2 separate regions of the Rattus norvegicus genome follow, and region 1 is linked to region 2. Evidence: chromatin contacts called from public Hi-C data. All regions are on one chromosome and are shown on one strand. Each heading gives the region's core, a stretch centred on a gene start, on an enhancer-like site or on the middle of the called end of the contact. The rest is flanking DNA. Distances are from core to core; before and after follow the strand shown. Region 1 overlaps Insc (INSC, spindle orientation adaptor protein). Region 2 holds the start of Insc (INSC, spindle orientation adaptor protein).

Region 1 (7,487 bases), core at 3,736-6,235, 76 kb after region 2:
TTGAGTCCATCACCGGTCAGTTTTCCATCTTTGTGACAAAATACCGGACAGCATCAGCTTAAGGGAAAGGGGTTAGTTTGGTTCATAGTTCAGTCCAAGACTGATGGGAACCATTACACTGGCTTGCATTAAGGCAATGAATGCATCATAGTAGTTCACAGTGGTAGAGGAGATGGATAAACTTGGTTACTTTATTGTGTATTATGTTATGGTAGCCATGGAAAGAAAGAGAGACAGAGAGACAGAGACAGGCAGGCAGGCAGGCAGGCAGGCGGAGAGAACTTTTGGCTTTTGTTTTCATTCCCTCTGGGCCTTGGCCCATGGTATGGCACTACCTACATTGAGATCTTCCCCACCAATTCCACGTGTCAGTGATCTCTGGAAAATTCCTTACAGACACACCCAGACCTATGCTTTACTAAGTTCTTAGTTGTCAGCCTATCCAATCAAGTTGACAATCAGGACTAACCATCACTGGTGCCTATTATGCGGGGAGGGTTCCATTCCATGGAGGTCTGCACAGCTTGGGTAGGAGAACTGAAACCCACCCAAGGACTTCCTGGACCAATGCATCACAGGAAGTATGGGGTCAAAGGACGAATTTGGTGCTCTGGGGGCCCTAGGTGCTTCTGTGTCAGCCTAACCTGGGGCGATAAATCCAACATTGGCTACTCGTGCCCAGGCAGTGAGTCTGGGCCTGTATGTGGATCTGAGGAACACTAGCCTGGAAGGCTGGGGAGCCTGAATGATATTAGAGGGTTTCCCAACCTAATTTGAATATTCTTGTGACTTAAAGCTCAGTGTGTCAGGACAGCTGTGGTGACTGTGGGATTTGGGGTGCTCTGTATCTGTCCTTGAGAATGTGTTTGGAGGAAAAACAGCTTTCCTCTCTTCACCCCTGTGACCCATAGCCTGAAACCATCTACCCAGACAGCTCCAAACTCTCCCCAGTTTCTTTGCTTAGGCAACCAGTCACCTGCCTTCCCATGCTGCCTCTTTCCAAATCCATTCCCATGAGCAGGCAGAGGAGTAGGAAATGAGGTTGAGGTGGAGGATGAATAGTGAGTCTCTGTCTTTTACAGCTCAAGGGTGTGTCTCTGAATGGGGAAGCCATTTGTGCTTTCTTCCCACTTGGTTAGAAGCTTTTGCACTTAGTGGTTTGCTAAGAGCCCTATATTGGAGGTAATAGGCTGAGGTTAATGATACCCTTGCCTGGGTTCTGCTACTCAGTGAGCAAATGGGCTTGGAGGAGGGAAGCTACTTGCTTAAGGACTTACAGCTAAAGTTGGGGGAGAGTTCAAATCAAATCCTAGATCCCAAATCTAACCAGATATCATTTCTTTCCTCCCCGGAGAACTGTCTGGATGTGGATGCATACTGTGTTGTGCGTGCACTTGCTTGCATAGTGACGAGACAGATAAACTCAATAAAGGGAATGGCTAAGCTTATGTGATGCGTAATCAACCATCACCCTGGCTCCTGTAAATCTTTCTTTAATAGTAACTAAATGGCCAAACAAGGTTTGCTTCCTATTTTCTTTCATTCTGGCTTGTTAGGGCTTGGTAGGGAGCACAGAGAAGTAAGAAGGGGGACTGAGATAACCAGACCTCCAAAAGGCAGTCAGATGCTTGGCTTTAGTGACCTTTGTGGGCAGCAGGAGGAAAACAAGTTAGAAACATAGCAGCACTTTCATGCTTACAGCAGAAAGTTGCAGGTGCAATGGCCCCCATCTGACGCAACTCAAAAAAGGCGGGGATTCTTTACCTCATCTTTTCCAGGGCTGGGTTGGCTGAATATCATATGTTGCTTTTTGAAGATGAAGGAAAAGAATGCTAATCAATGAAATTCAGCCTATGGTGGGGCCTGGGCCACTCCAGTGCACACATGCCTTCAATATCAAACCAGTGACTTATGGGGCGAGCACTGTAAATACGTCCTTCTTCTAGATGAGGAGCCAGAGTCACAGAGAGTTTTGTGACTTGTCAAAACTCACCTCATTAGCAAGTGTCAGGCAGGATTTAAACCTTGGTTCCAAAGCCACTCTGCATCCCTACCTTGCTTGCTTCATGGATACTCGAAGGACACTAAAAAAGTTTCTGTGGCTTAACCCAGGTCCCCTCGCCCCAGCCCCAAAAAGGAAAAGAAACAGTGGGTGGCATCCTCTTCTCCAAGTCAGATTGCTAAGGGTTGAAAAAGTCCTGGTCTCCTTCAGTCACTCACTTTAAGTCACTGACTGCCGCTCCTTCCTCTGACTGCCATTCTCATCCACTCACTCCGCCCTTCATACTGTCCAGTGCTCACTCTCCAGACGCACTCTTTTATCATGTGTTGTTGGGAAGCCGTCTCTGCAGTGCAGCTGAGCCCTGCAGATGTCGAGGGACAGGCTGCCCTTGGTCTAAACTTGATTCTTCATGCTTATTAAGTTTGGAGAATTTGCAAGTTACTTGGGATAACTTCTGGAGCCTTTTAGACACTCTCCTGATTTAAGTACACTGAGATCTCATGGGACTTAGGGCACAGTGGGGCTGAATCACAGTTTTCATGATTGTGGCCTGGGGCAGTGTTAATACCAAGGACTTTGGAAGAGACTGGACTCTGGGAGGTTACTGTCTGTAGGAGGAGGAGGTGGGGACCACAGGTGAATGGCTCCCTTGGAGCTAGGATCAAGGTATTAGTCAGGGAAGGTCTCTCTAGAAAGGTCTAAGGGGTCTTCCCTGTAGAGATCTAGTTTACTTCAGCCACAGGTTCCACACTGTTTTGGGACCAGGATCAGTACACTTCTCGAAGTCAGCCAGGCTTTTCCTGGTCCTCTGCAGATAGTCATGTCTCCTTAAATGGTCCCATGCTAGACTCAGGGTAGAAGGTAAGCAGCTTGCTTCAAAGGCCAAATGTGGAGAGCCCAGAAGTGCATATAGAGTGGAGGCTGGCTTGTGACCTCAAGGAGGCTCCCTCTTTTCAGAATTCCTGGTGAAAGAGAATCAAAAGCCTAGTGGAGATCTGGTCCCAGTGGGTGTATAGAGGTGCAAGGGAAAGAAGTCTTAGGAGATGCAAAGGACCCTGTGGCTGGCCATTGATCTGTGGAGCTTTGTGTCTCTAAGGAGCTCCACACTCAGTGAATCAGAGGAGCCCAGAGAGATGATAATGTTCTCAGGACCACACTTGGGAGATGACTGGAGCAAGATGACCTGGAGCCTGGGATAGAGTGAGAGCAGACACTCCCAACTCCCAAGGTTGACAGGTCAGGGCTGCTTTCCTGACACCACACAGACTGGCATTGCCAAGAGCTGCACAGTTCGTGGAGGAAGAGAGTCCCAAGGAGCTTGTTACTTCCCTCTGACTTTTGGCGTTGTCTTCTGAGAAATGAAGTGGTACCTCCCTTGTCAGAGTTAGGAAACACGCATTGGGTCTACAGTTGGAATCTGTGCATGGGACATAGCCTGCCTATATCTAGCTTGTTTGTCCTACATGGTGGTCTAGGGAGACTCTGCATTGTCCTCCAAAGAGACTGGGTGCCAAGGATTTTGCAATGGCCATAGGAGAGTTCCAGGTGTGACTAAAGTAAGGGCCTGGTACTGCTGGCTCAAAGAACGGGACCAAAGATCAGGATCAGTACTGAGCACATGGTCCAGAGGAGGAGCCGTGCACCTGCAGAGCAGAAAAGCACAGGTCTAAGACCATGAGAGGTCAGGAACATCCCAAAGCCCAGTGCTCAGCCAACTTTAGCCAGCTCTCGAGACAGTTTTGGAAATTTCCCTTTAGCCTTAGACAAGAGCAAGTCCCACTTCCTGAAGAACATTCTTTTATTTCTAACTCATCACCCCCTCTTTTTTTTTTTTTTTTTTTTTTTTTTTTGTGAAAAATAAGGAGTTAGTTTACTTTGTCCTGGAGCCAAAGGGAGAGTTTAATGAAAATCGATAAAGAAATTAAGGACGATCAGGGGAGGTAGAAGAACTCAATTTCAAGTCCAAGCAGAAAGTCTCTGGGGTGAGGGTGGATGTGGGAAGGGAAACAGCTGCTTACCTCATGCAGAAGCTCACCTTTCATGCTGGGTTATGCCTGGGCAATAGAGACAGGGAGGTCTAGGCAAAGACCCTGGGCAGGAAGAAATGGGCTTGTTGGTGGCAGTGCGGGGGTGGGGTGGGGGTGGGGGGGTGGGGCGGAGGTGGGGTGAGGGGGCTGGGGCGCTCCATTGCCTGCTTACTGGGAGTCTCTCCACCGTGGTGCTCTGCTCAGTGGCCGCTAGTCAGACATAGTACATTTAAAAGAAATTAGGCCCGCCCTTTAGCCCTTTTGAATCTCACAGTTGTTATTCAAGTAATGCAGGATTGGTGGCCACCTCCATTCCCGTTTACAAAAGTTCAAATAGAGGCTGACAAGGGTAGACCCTTGAACCCTCCAAGATTCAAAAGCTGCAATAGAGTTCACAGTGTGCAGCCCCAGCACAAAGCAGTGACTTACTTTGCTAGATCCAGTCCTGATAGTTAAGTGAGTGAGGCTGTGTGGGTGGAGTCGGGGCGCTGTGGATATCAGGTCTTTGATTTGCCTCACTGACTCTTCTTCCCCTAGGAGAAGCTCTTGATTAAGAGACCGGGTGCTCTGAAAACAGACTCCCCAGATGCTGCCCTCTCCTCTCTGGGGCTCAACTGGTGCTTCCACCCCATGCCTAACAATGACTTCAGCTGCCCTGAGAACAGGCTGGGGCTGACCCGAGACCTCAGGGTCACAGTCAGTTAGCTGGGCTGCTCTGACTGCAGGGCAGAGGAGGGGAAAACTGTGACTCAGTCTTCTCTGGAAGAGTGTGGCTCTTTCTGTCTCGCAGTCTACCTTCCAGTCTGTCTCCAGGTGGAGGAGCAGAGATGATTAAAGCTTAGCCCTCTCACTCCCACCCCCACCCCCACCCCATCCCCATCCTATGTACTTCCCTCTTGCTTTTACTAGGCCAGTACTGTCCCGAGTGCTGGTTGGGAACTGAGGTTTCCCTGCCAATCAATTCCAACCTGAATTGGAAGGGTTGGAGCTGCGTGGCAGTCTATGTGATTCACACTGGGACTCTGTGGGACACCATGTGCTGTGCAACAGCGGCCCCTGGTGGACAAGAGCTCCACTATCAGGCTGCCGAAGACCGCATTTTCCTGGAACTGCTGTGGCTACTGGGCTCTGGGTCTTGGAATCAACGGTTAGGGCCAGAAGATATATCCTGCAATGTCCAAGGTTGGGTAGTGGTTAAAATTTAAGATAACCAATGCTTCCTATATCATCCTCTAGGTGAAAGATGCAGACAGATCTTGCAATCTACTATGCCGCTAACCCAGATTGCTGAGGCTTCCCCAGAGGATGAGCTATGCATATTTTACAGTTAATTAATTAATTAATTGTAATAGAGTGACCATGTGCATGTGCCTCGGTGTGCATGTGAAGGTCAAAGGACAGCTTGGAAGAGGGAGTTCTTTCTTTCCTTCTACCGTGGGGTTGAGGGGATCAAGTTCAGGTCATCAGGCTTGACCTCTGGTTCTGTGTTCTCTCTGTTGAGCACAGAAACCCTATTGTCTCCCAGGTTATGACTGAGCATGCTCCCTGCCACCCACTGCCCTTTGGTATGCCGGGCTGGAGATGCTGTCCAGCCACACATGTAACCTTGTACCCCTCAGCTGCTTTAGGTAAAACTGGAGGGATGATCTTTCTGCATGCTTTTAAGACAGACACCTATGGCCTCTTGTATGTGTGTATCTTCAAGTGGGGCCTCTGCCTCTGCTGGAACATCTTAACAGAAGAATTTTTGTTTGTTTTTTTTGTTTTGTCTTCTTTTTGTGTTTGTTTTTTCACCTCTGCTTGTTGACTTTAAGTTCAGAGCCAGCTCTGACCTGCTTCTCTTGTCTCTTTGACATTCTTGCCCAGAGCTCTGCCTGGCTTCTCCCCTAACGACCCTGCTCCCCACTATCTTGATAACTGCTTTGGCTTGTCAAGGCATGGACACACACACACACACACACACACACACACACACACACACACACACACACACACACTATTCCTATCATCAGCCTGAGGTGAGGTATAGATGGTCTTCCTTGCAAAGCCTTTGCCAGCAGTTTCAGGAGCCTGTGTGAAGTGAAGGCAGCAGACAGAGGAGTGGGGGTGGGTCCTTCAGTGAGGAAAGAATGGCTAAAATGTTGAAATATGTTTCTGTGGGATATGAGCTAAGTTCCATTGCACTCTAGGCCTTATGGTTTATGCTAGATTCTCCTCTCTCCCTCCCTCCTCAGACCCCAGACTCAAATCACTGCATCTCCAAGCAGACATAGGAGGCTGGTGAGCCAGGATGTGTAGTCACTGTGAGACAGTTGAGATAAATAGCAAGCACTTGAGACTGAGGATGCTTCCTGGGTAGAAGTTGCCATGATGAGTAGTGAGGCCTGTTCTCTCTTGGTGACTGGTTCCCTAAAGAACCAGAAGGACGTTTCCCAATACCATTTAGTAAGTTTTTGGGTAGCGTGTGGAGTATGAATGAATTTTGTAAGACAATGTGATGTAGGAAAACGAGGAGGTGTTGAGCTCTCTCAGCTGGGAATTCTGGTACCTGTTCCCTGGGTGTGAATGGAGATCCAGAGAAGCCATTGAAGCAGAACTTGTAGCCTTTTGACCCTGTGCCTTGCTTTGGGAAACTCCCTTCCTTCTCTGTGTGTTGGTGACCAGGGGTGAGGAGACTCTGATGTGGATAAAATGTTACTTGGTGTGCACGTCCTCCTTAGAAGCCAAATGACTCAGAAAGATGGAAAATTGTGTGCGAACGTGATGCTGGTGTGGTGAAGAGCAGGGGACATAGCAAAGGGGAATTGACTGGGGGTAGAGGTGATGCTTTTGGCTGCTTTTGATGCTGGGCTGTCCTTTGGCTTTTGAATGGAGAAGCACCACTAGGAGGGGAGCAGGGGACACAGGGCTTGTGGCAGCAAAAGGAAATGGGAGACTGTGAGCCTCTGTGAGCATCAGTGCAGATTGGGGTGGAACTGGACCAGAAGTATGCCCTTCCTTCCACATTCTGGTACTGACAGTGTAGAGCAAGTGGTGGTGGGCCTGTTGGTTCCCTGCAGATAGGGAAGGGCTGTGAGGAAAAGGAGGAGGCTCACAGGGAAAGGGAGGGAGACTGGGGGTGGGTGGGCAGAAAGGCCTGTAGACATGATGAGTGTGTTCAATTTCCAGAGCTGTGCTGGGGCCTCTTCCTAGACCATTTCAGAAGCAGGGATGAAGATGCTTGTAGATTTATGAGGCAGTCCCCTGCCTCTGGCTTACTCAGGCACAAATTCATCTCTCATTATGATTTTGAAGTTTGTCTCTCTGATGAGTAGCGAGTCAGAGCTCTGTTTCATATCCTTGCTGTCCATTTGGTTGTCTTGTGTTTTTTCTTCTTCTTTCTTTTGGTGAAACGTCAGTTCAATGTCTCATTTGAAAACATTGCATCGTTTGTCTTGCCTTATTGATTTATAAATTTT
Region 2 (7,610 bases), core at 1,819-4,318:
CAGGAGAGATCCAGGGCAGTAGATTGCAACCAAGTAACAGAATCCTGCTCCTCCTTTCTTTTCTGTGGGTAGAGCTGTCAGCCTAGCTGCTGCCACCATAACCTTCTGATATTTCTGCCCCAAGTCCTGAAAGCCTGTCTGGTTCAAAGGTATTTCTGTGCAATTTCCTGATCTTGATAACTTTCTCTCTGCTGATGGAAGACAGAGTAGAATATCGTATCTTTGTCATTAAGAAAGCTGAAACATAGAGGTCACTGGGGAGCAGGAAAATCAACCAGCAGTTGACAGGTGGGGTGGAGGGGCACAGAAGCTGGCAAAGTGGTTGTATAAGGGAAAGAACGAACTGTCCTCAAGACCGGATTCTTTACTTTGGAGTAAGGTTGGAAGTTTAGATTTGAGCTGAATTTCCCTGACTTTCTCTGGTTCTAGAAGGCAGAACTTCCTAAAGCTCCAAATGAATTCCTTAGAAGTGCAAATTACTGGGCCAAGTCTGATCAAGGTGTTGTGGTTTGAATGTGAAAAGGTCATCCCCCCACTCCCCCCCCCCCCCCCCCCCCGCACCCCAGCCTCACGTATTTGAATACTTGGCCCCCAGCTGGTGTCACTGTTTCAGGAAGACTGTGGAACCTTTTAGAGGTGCAGCCTCTCTGGAGGAAGTAGGTTACAAGGGGTGGGCTTTGAGATTTTACAACCTGGTTCCATCTCATGTCAGCTTTCTTGCCAAGATGTGAGGAATACCAACTGCACACTGCTGCCACCATGGACAAGCTTTTGCCACACTGTAAGCTCCTACCACGATGAACAGAGTCCTTTACTACACCTTCTGTGATAAATTACTTCTTTACTGGTGAAATGAGCCAATTCGAGCCAGATTTAGGTATACATCGGTTTATTGTCATGAGGAGGGAAAAGAGGGTAGGGTGAAGAGAAAGACAGAAAGAGTGTACACTTAGAGAGAGGGAGAGATGGAAGGACAGAAGGAGAGAGAAGAGACCAAAGTGTCTGGATTATATTGGGAAGAGCCTCTTGGGGAAGGGCAGCCCAGCCACTGGGCTGGAAAGTTCAGGGCTGGGGGCAGTGGATGCCAGGTTGGGACTGAGGGATGCTGGAAGAACCTAGAGGCCAGGCCTGGTTTGGTATATAAAATATGAACCTCGACCCCTTGTCCTGGAGTCTAAAACCAAATATCCTGTATTGTAATAAACTGTATCCCTTCAAACTGTGAGCCAAGACGACCCATTGTCCCTTGAGATGCTGTTTTAGATATTTGGTTAGAGTCACTAGACAAATGACTTTGAGAGTTACAAGCCCCTCAATCCAGGTTGTCTTGCAAAGCCATCCTCAGGCCTCCCTGGGCATGGTCTTTGGAGGCTTCTTGGGAGGATGCACGTCTCTTGCCTAACTTGTAGATGCTGCTAGTGAAGCAGGGAACTTCAGGCGGCGTCCAAGTTCCTGAACGGCTGAACTCGACTGATCCTGGCTTCTGTATGTGTCTTCTCTCAGCTCTTCAGGCTTTTGATGGCTTCCCGGACTCATTGCTGAGCCCTCCCTCTTCTCTACCTCTGGAACATGGCTCTGTTTTGAATGGTGCTGATATTCCTTTGCCATGTTGTGAGCTCCCATGGGCTGCCTCTGGCCTTATCTAAGTCTGGAGAGCAGAACTCACAGTGTGGGGGTTGGGAACTCCGTGAGCAGACTGTGTGTGGGCAGTACTCACTTATATTCTCCCAGGCTCCTTTGCGTATGACTGAATCAAAAGGATGTGGTAGCGCTTTGTCCTCCTCTTGGAGAAAAGGCAGAAAATGTAAGGAACACTGAACCCGGACCAAGCCTAGGTATTGGCTATGGACTTGACTGAGTAGACAGTAAACCTCAAGTCTTTCATTTATTTGGAAATCCATTCTGCTTCCAGAAGTAACATTTAAGCAACCTGTAAACTGGTGGGTGGAGGATAGCCCCTTTGGGAGGAGAGAGACTTGGTGTTAGGCTGGAATAGACATTTGCCTGACGCAGCTCTGGACAAGATTCCCAGATTCCTAATCATTTAGGTGGCCTAAAGGACCTGTGATTATACTTAGGGTATGTGAGTCTTCTGTGCATCCTTGTGGGTTCCCATGAACATCTCTGTGCTTTTATTTTAGTTACTTTTCCTTGTCATTGTCACCAAAAGACCTGGCAAAAAGCTGCTTAAGAGAAGAAATATTTAGGCTCACGGTTTGATGGTATAGTTTACCACGGTGGGGGAGCACTGAGGAGCAGGTGGAGTGGAGCTTCTCCACACCTCGACTCTGTGAACCAGGAAGCAGAGGGCCAGAGTGATCTAACTAGCTAAATGTGGGGCTGGGCTATAACCCATAGGTTCTGTCCTCTGATGACTTACTTTTCTGGCTAGCCAGTTCCACAATCTTCCAAACAGCACCAAGGCTGGAGAACAGTCTGTCCAAACACATGACCCCGTGAGAGATATTTCACATCGAAGCCACCATGCCCTTTATATCACCCGCTGTGAGGATGGATGTATGATCTGAGCCACCTGTGTTCCCTGCCTGTGTAGTGGAAATGAAAGCTGCAAAATAAGTGTGGTGGCAGAATGCAAAGAGCATGTCCCTCTCTGCACAGCTCCTGGTGCTCAGGTGTAAGGCTGGTCACTGCCTGCCTTGCGTGAGCTGCTGCATCCCCTGCCTTGTTTCTTTGTGTATAAAATGGGAATGATAGTGAACTTGGTGCTGGCAGGATGGCTAAAGCAAAGGCCAGTATATATTGAGTATTAGATGTAAACTTAGTAACTAAAGTCCCACTTTTCTTCCCAGTGTGGCTGTGTCTGGGGAGGACTCTGACTCTGGGAATGTCCCTGCCCACGTGTACGTGAACATTTGTATGTGCTTATATGGCCAGGCAGGCCCCCTTCTCTTAGGGTGGAGTTTGCTGTTGGCTCCTGCCTGGGCTCCCTGAGCCAGCTGAAGCCTGCAAAGGGGATGGAATTTCCATTAAGAATTAAGCAGGGCAGTGCTTGGGAAGCCAAGCAGACAGAGGTACAAGGGAGGGTACTTTAACTCGGAGCGTCTGCGGCAGCCTTAGTCCTGAGCAGCCTTGAGAGTCTGCCCATTGGCCTTTGCTTTGAATCTCAGGCCTTCTCAGGTCCATGGCCCAGAAGGATGGGTGGAGAGAATGAAGCTGCTCACAGGGGCCTCCGTAAGAACACCTAAATCACTATAGCCCAGACTGTGACCATGAGGCGGCCCCCAGGGGATGGAGACTCCACCGGAGAAGGCCCAGGAAACTGGGGCTTATGGGGAGCCCAGGAGTCCAGGAGGCTGTGCTGTGTTGTAGGTATCTGGGAAGGGTGTGTGTGTATGCATTTGTGTGCCTACATGTGTAAGTATGCATGTGTGCATGCATGTGTCTGTGTATGCATACACATGTGTATATGTGTTATGTGTATATGTGTGCTCATGTGTTTCTATGTACATGATTCACGTTTGTATGCATGTTATGCATATGTATGTGTATATGTGGGTGTATGCATGTGTGCATGTATGTGTTTTGGGGGGTGTGTCTTTGTGTGTATGTATGTGTGTATTTATGGGTGTACATGTGTGTATACATATGTGCATATGTGTCTGTGTGTATGTATGTGTTTGTGTGTGGTGTGTGCATATGTAAGTGTTTGTGTGTGGTGTGTGCATATGTATGTGTTTGTGTGTGTTTATGAATATGTGTGTGTGTGTGTGGTGTGTATGATGTGTATGTATGTGCGTTGGGTTGAAGCTTTAACCACAAATTCCTCAAGAGTACATATAGCAAACCTTACTCTCAAATATAGGTATAAGATTAAACTCAGATTCAGAAATAAAAGCCCTCTGAGGCCTCTTGCTAACAGGGATGCTCTTTAAGACTCAACCTTCACTTCTAACAAGCTACAAACCATCTTAACCTTCCTGGACATTTCATGAGCTCTTGCACACCTTATGAGCAGGCAGACATGGTTATGATCCCATTACATGTATGGGAAAAGTAAAGTTCAGAGTAGTTGGCTGACATGACTCAGATACAGCTGGAAAGTAGGTAGTGGAGGAAGGACAGGTTATTTGTGTACCCCTTCTCCCACCAGCAGCACATGGGGAGACGATTCTGCAACCTGTCCACATGAAAAAGGTATGATGTAATGTCAGCACCCAGTCAATGCTGCCTAGAGGCCCCAGCCCCATTCCAGAGAGGGAGACAGACCCAGAGTTACTGGACTAAAGTCCTCTCACATAACTGGGGGCAAAGTCATGCTGTTTGGATGGAAGCAGGCTGGAATTGAAACTGGCTTTTCCTGGGAATGACTGGGCCACCTGCAGCCCCAAGCTCCTAGAGAGCCAAGATGGATGCTTTGCTGTCAAAGCTGTGGTAAGCCCAAGGCCAGGCAGCAGCAGTGCCAGCCAGAGCCTGAAGCAAGGAACAGGGAGGTTTAGCATTAAGAGCTCAGGACATTGCACCATGGAGGTGGGGTACTGAGCCTCCTCTCCCTGAACATGTAATGTAAGCAAACCTCCTGCCAGGGCCTCAGGTGCTGGAGAACTGTCTTTTCTTGGCAATCTACCAAGGTAGAGACTTTTCAGGCCCTGGGGATTCATGGCAGAGTGGAAGGCATTGGATAGAATGAACTAGAAGCTTCCTTTTGGTCTAAAAATGTAGCATTCCAGAGCTTTTGGGCCTGGACCAGACTTCTGTGGACTTAGCCATCTGACACGGAGCCCAGGGTGAGGGTGAGGTGGCGGGGTTTCTCATCAACACCCCCTGTCATTTTTGGCAAATCTGTGATTTGGAGGGTGACTTAAGTGAGTAACTGAGTTTCCTAAGGGAAGCACCTGCAGTGGACAAACCCAGGCTTATTTCTGGGGCTGTTCAGCGAGGCCGCTCCCTCCTCAGGGATGTAAATTGGACCCAAATCTCTCCTTGTTTTCTTTCAGCTCCAGAAAACTTATCGTGGCAGCATAGTCCCTTTCCCACTCCAGATGTTGGCATGCAGGACACATGTGGGCGCCCTCGCCTGGCCGGCTCTGGAGCCTCCGGGTGATGGCCCAACCCAGGGGTGAGCCGGGTCTCTAATTAGACCCGACCACGTTCTCATTCCAGAGCTCCCACAGATGACAGCGCGCGGTCTCCACCGTGGCCAGGGGCTCCGAAATAGCCCTCGCGCCCCGGCGGAGCCTTGCAGGCCACGGTGCCTGGCGCGGGACAAACACTTGGCAGGGCGCGCGCCGCCAGGAAAGAGTCTGGGATTGGGGGTGGGGGAAGCCGCAGGGGCCGAAGACAACGCAGTCCTCAGCGCCCCCGCGGCCACTTTGCTCCTAGCCTCTGGAGTTCCAGCTGCTGTGAGCTGACACCCATCGCTGGACTCTGCACACACTGCTCTTTGCCTTGTAAGATCAGAGTAAGTAACAGAGGGGATGGCTAGCTCCTTTGGCTGGATCCAGGGGCTGGGGCTGGAGCTGCTAGCACGGTTGTGACTTATAGGATAGCAGGTGTGATTGTGTCAGTGTAAGAGTTTGTGAGTAGGAGTGTGGGTGTCAGTGGGAGGGAGTGTGTGGAGCATGGGACGTCATCATGTGGAATTCTCTCCTCTCTCTCTCTCTCTCTCTCTCTCTCTCTCTCTCTCTCTCTCTCTCTCAGTGTGTGTGTGTGTGTGTGTGTGTGTGTGTGTGTCCTGAAGCATGCCCACAGGTCACAAGTGTGTCACACAGGTGACTCTAGCTACGACAGTGGAAGCCTCTGTGTAGGGGACAGGAAGGCTCTAAAGGAGTAGAACCTGACAGGACCCTGCAGGATGAAGGTTGAAGTTGAGAGACAGGTGATAGGTAGAGGGTAGGGGATAAACAGCAACAGATATCTGAACTCAAACTTTCTGGGGTGACCTGACTTGTCCCCAGCTGTTGTCCTTAACTGGCTTGTATTGTTTGTAGGTCATGCAGCTTTGGTTTCTTAGGGCTTTGGGCCACACTGGAGCTCAAAGCTCTAATCCAATATCAGATTGAATGGGATTCTGACTTCTATTACTCCACAGGGCCAGGGGCGGAACTCCACTTTCATAACCAGAGAGACAGGGGACAGGGGACACTCATTCACACACACACAGTGCAACCACACTTCACACAGACTTACACCCATGACCAATGGCATGTATGCAGTATACACTCATGTGCTAGATGCCTATGCAAACCCACACAGCCTGGAATTGAACCTGACATGGCCTTTAACCCCAACCCCTTTTGCTTCTTGTACCCTTCATTGGTCATCTCTGAAAAAATAGTCTCAGTAGGGGAATACTTTCCACTGCGGGCTTCGGCTGGGGATTAAGACAGGAGGCGATAGGATGCCTTTGGTTACTTCATCTTATCTACACAAGGGCTGTCCATGGAGCCCAACCACAGAGCACTATTTGGCCTTAAGGTCTGGGTCTGAAACAGCAGTTGCTCTTTTAGAGGTGAGAAGGCCAATCTCAGCAGGCGAAATGGGCTAAGGGAGGATATGAGTAAGCCACAGCTCCTGCAGCTTCCTCCAGACTCACATTCATGACTTCAGTTCATCCTGCTGCAGAAGGGCGGTGTGAGACCATGGGGCTGGACGGGGCAGTATGCGGAGTGGGACTGGACCCGTTCCTTCTGTTCTTGGGCTTCAGTCACCCTGTCTCAGCTGCTGAGGGACAGACTTTTCAACCCTCCTCTCTCTCCTTCAGCAGTTATGTGGAGACCATTGAGGGAACAGTGAGTGCCTCTCAAACGCCAGGGGCTGGTACTTAGATTTATGGCTATTATTGCATTGTTGCTGCTAGACCTCTCCGCCTCGGGCATCCTCCTCTTCAAGGATTTCTGGGATGTGTCAATGTTCATTGTGCTTCTTTGGTTGGGAAGTTAGGGAAGAATGTTTGTGAGTTGGCCTAAAGGCTGCCCTCCTAGTCTGTTGAAGTGGGAAATGAGCCAGGTTCAATTGGTCCACTAGGGTGTCTTTCCTCTGGTCCAATCCTAGACCCAGCCCTTAGAGATGGTTAAATAAGGGCTGGCTGTGAAGAGCTTACCAGGCTTGCTGAAGAGAGAAGGAAGTATTTTCCCCTTGGATTAGGGTTTCCTGGTATTTCATGCTGCTCCCTCCATTCCACTCAGTTAAGAAGAGTCATCACTTGATTTTGACTTCAGTAACTTTATAGATTACCTTTATAGAAGAAATGAGAATTAAAAAATGTTAGCTCTGAAGATTGAAGCCATATTGTTTAGACTCCCCCCAACTCCCTTTTTTGAGACATCCCAAGTTGGAAATATTTCATCTAATTTTTAATTCACATGTCTCAACTGTGACTTTTGTCCCTGAGCTCTGATTGGTAACCATGTCTTGGGGCTTTTCTCCTGAGTGGCTGGTGGGGATAATGGCAATCTCTGTGCTGGTTCAGACAATGGGGATTGTCTAGAATGAATTGGGGCATTGATCAGCTCCCCTGCTCCGAGGGCTTCAGCTGTCAGCCCCTCTGTGTCTCAAAAGCCCTAGTGTGTGGGTGCCCTAAGGGATTTGATCCTTGCCCTGAACCTGGCCATGGCTCCATGACTGTCCCTTCCCCATGCCCATGTGACCCT

The links. A called contact is a pair of places that touch in the nucleus more often than the background predicts.
Region 1: a Hi-C map of liver shows a contact between it and region 2, with 4 times the contacts expected there. The contact joins the enhancer-like site here to the promoter of Insc in region 2. A contact is called at or near these places in 11 of 12 Hi-C or Micro-C datasets (the A7r5 cell line, the Rat2 cell line, Schwann cells and 6 more) and 1 of 1 datasets of contacts at active chromatin or transcription factors (oligodendrocytes).

What each region holds. Positions count from the first base shown.
Region 1 is chr1:178,498,531-178,506,017 of GRCr8, forward strand. All of the region lies in intron 7 of Insc (INSC, spindle orientation adaptor protein), which reads left to right. Among named protein-coding and RNA genes, the nearest start is that of Insc, 75 kb to the left of the region's middle. Within about 2 kb of position 4,986, at least 13 of the 93 cell types and tissues checked have an H3K27ac peak or open chromatin away from gene starts, as enhancers often do. A contact at or near this core is called in Schwann cells and liver, where this site is marked.
Region 2 is chr1:178,424,355-178,431,964 of GRCr8, forward strand. Insc (INSC, spindle orientation adaptor protein) reads left to right here and starts at 3,069. Exons shown (of 13, transcript NM_001106285.1): 1 at 3,069-3,326. The coding sequence starts at 3,231.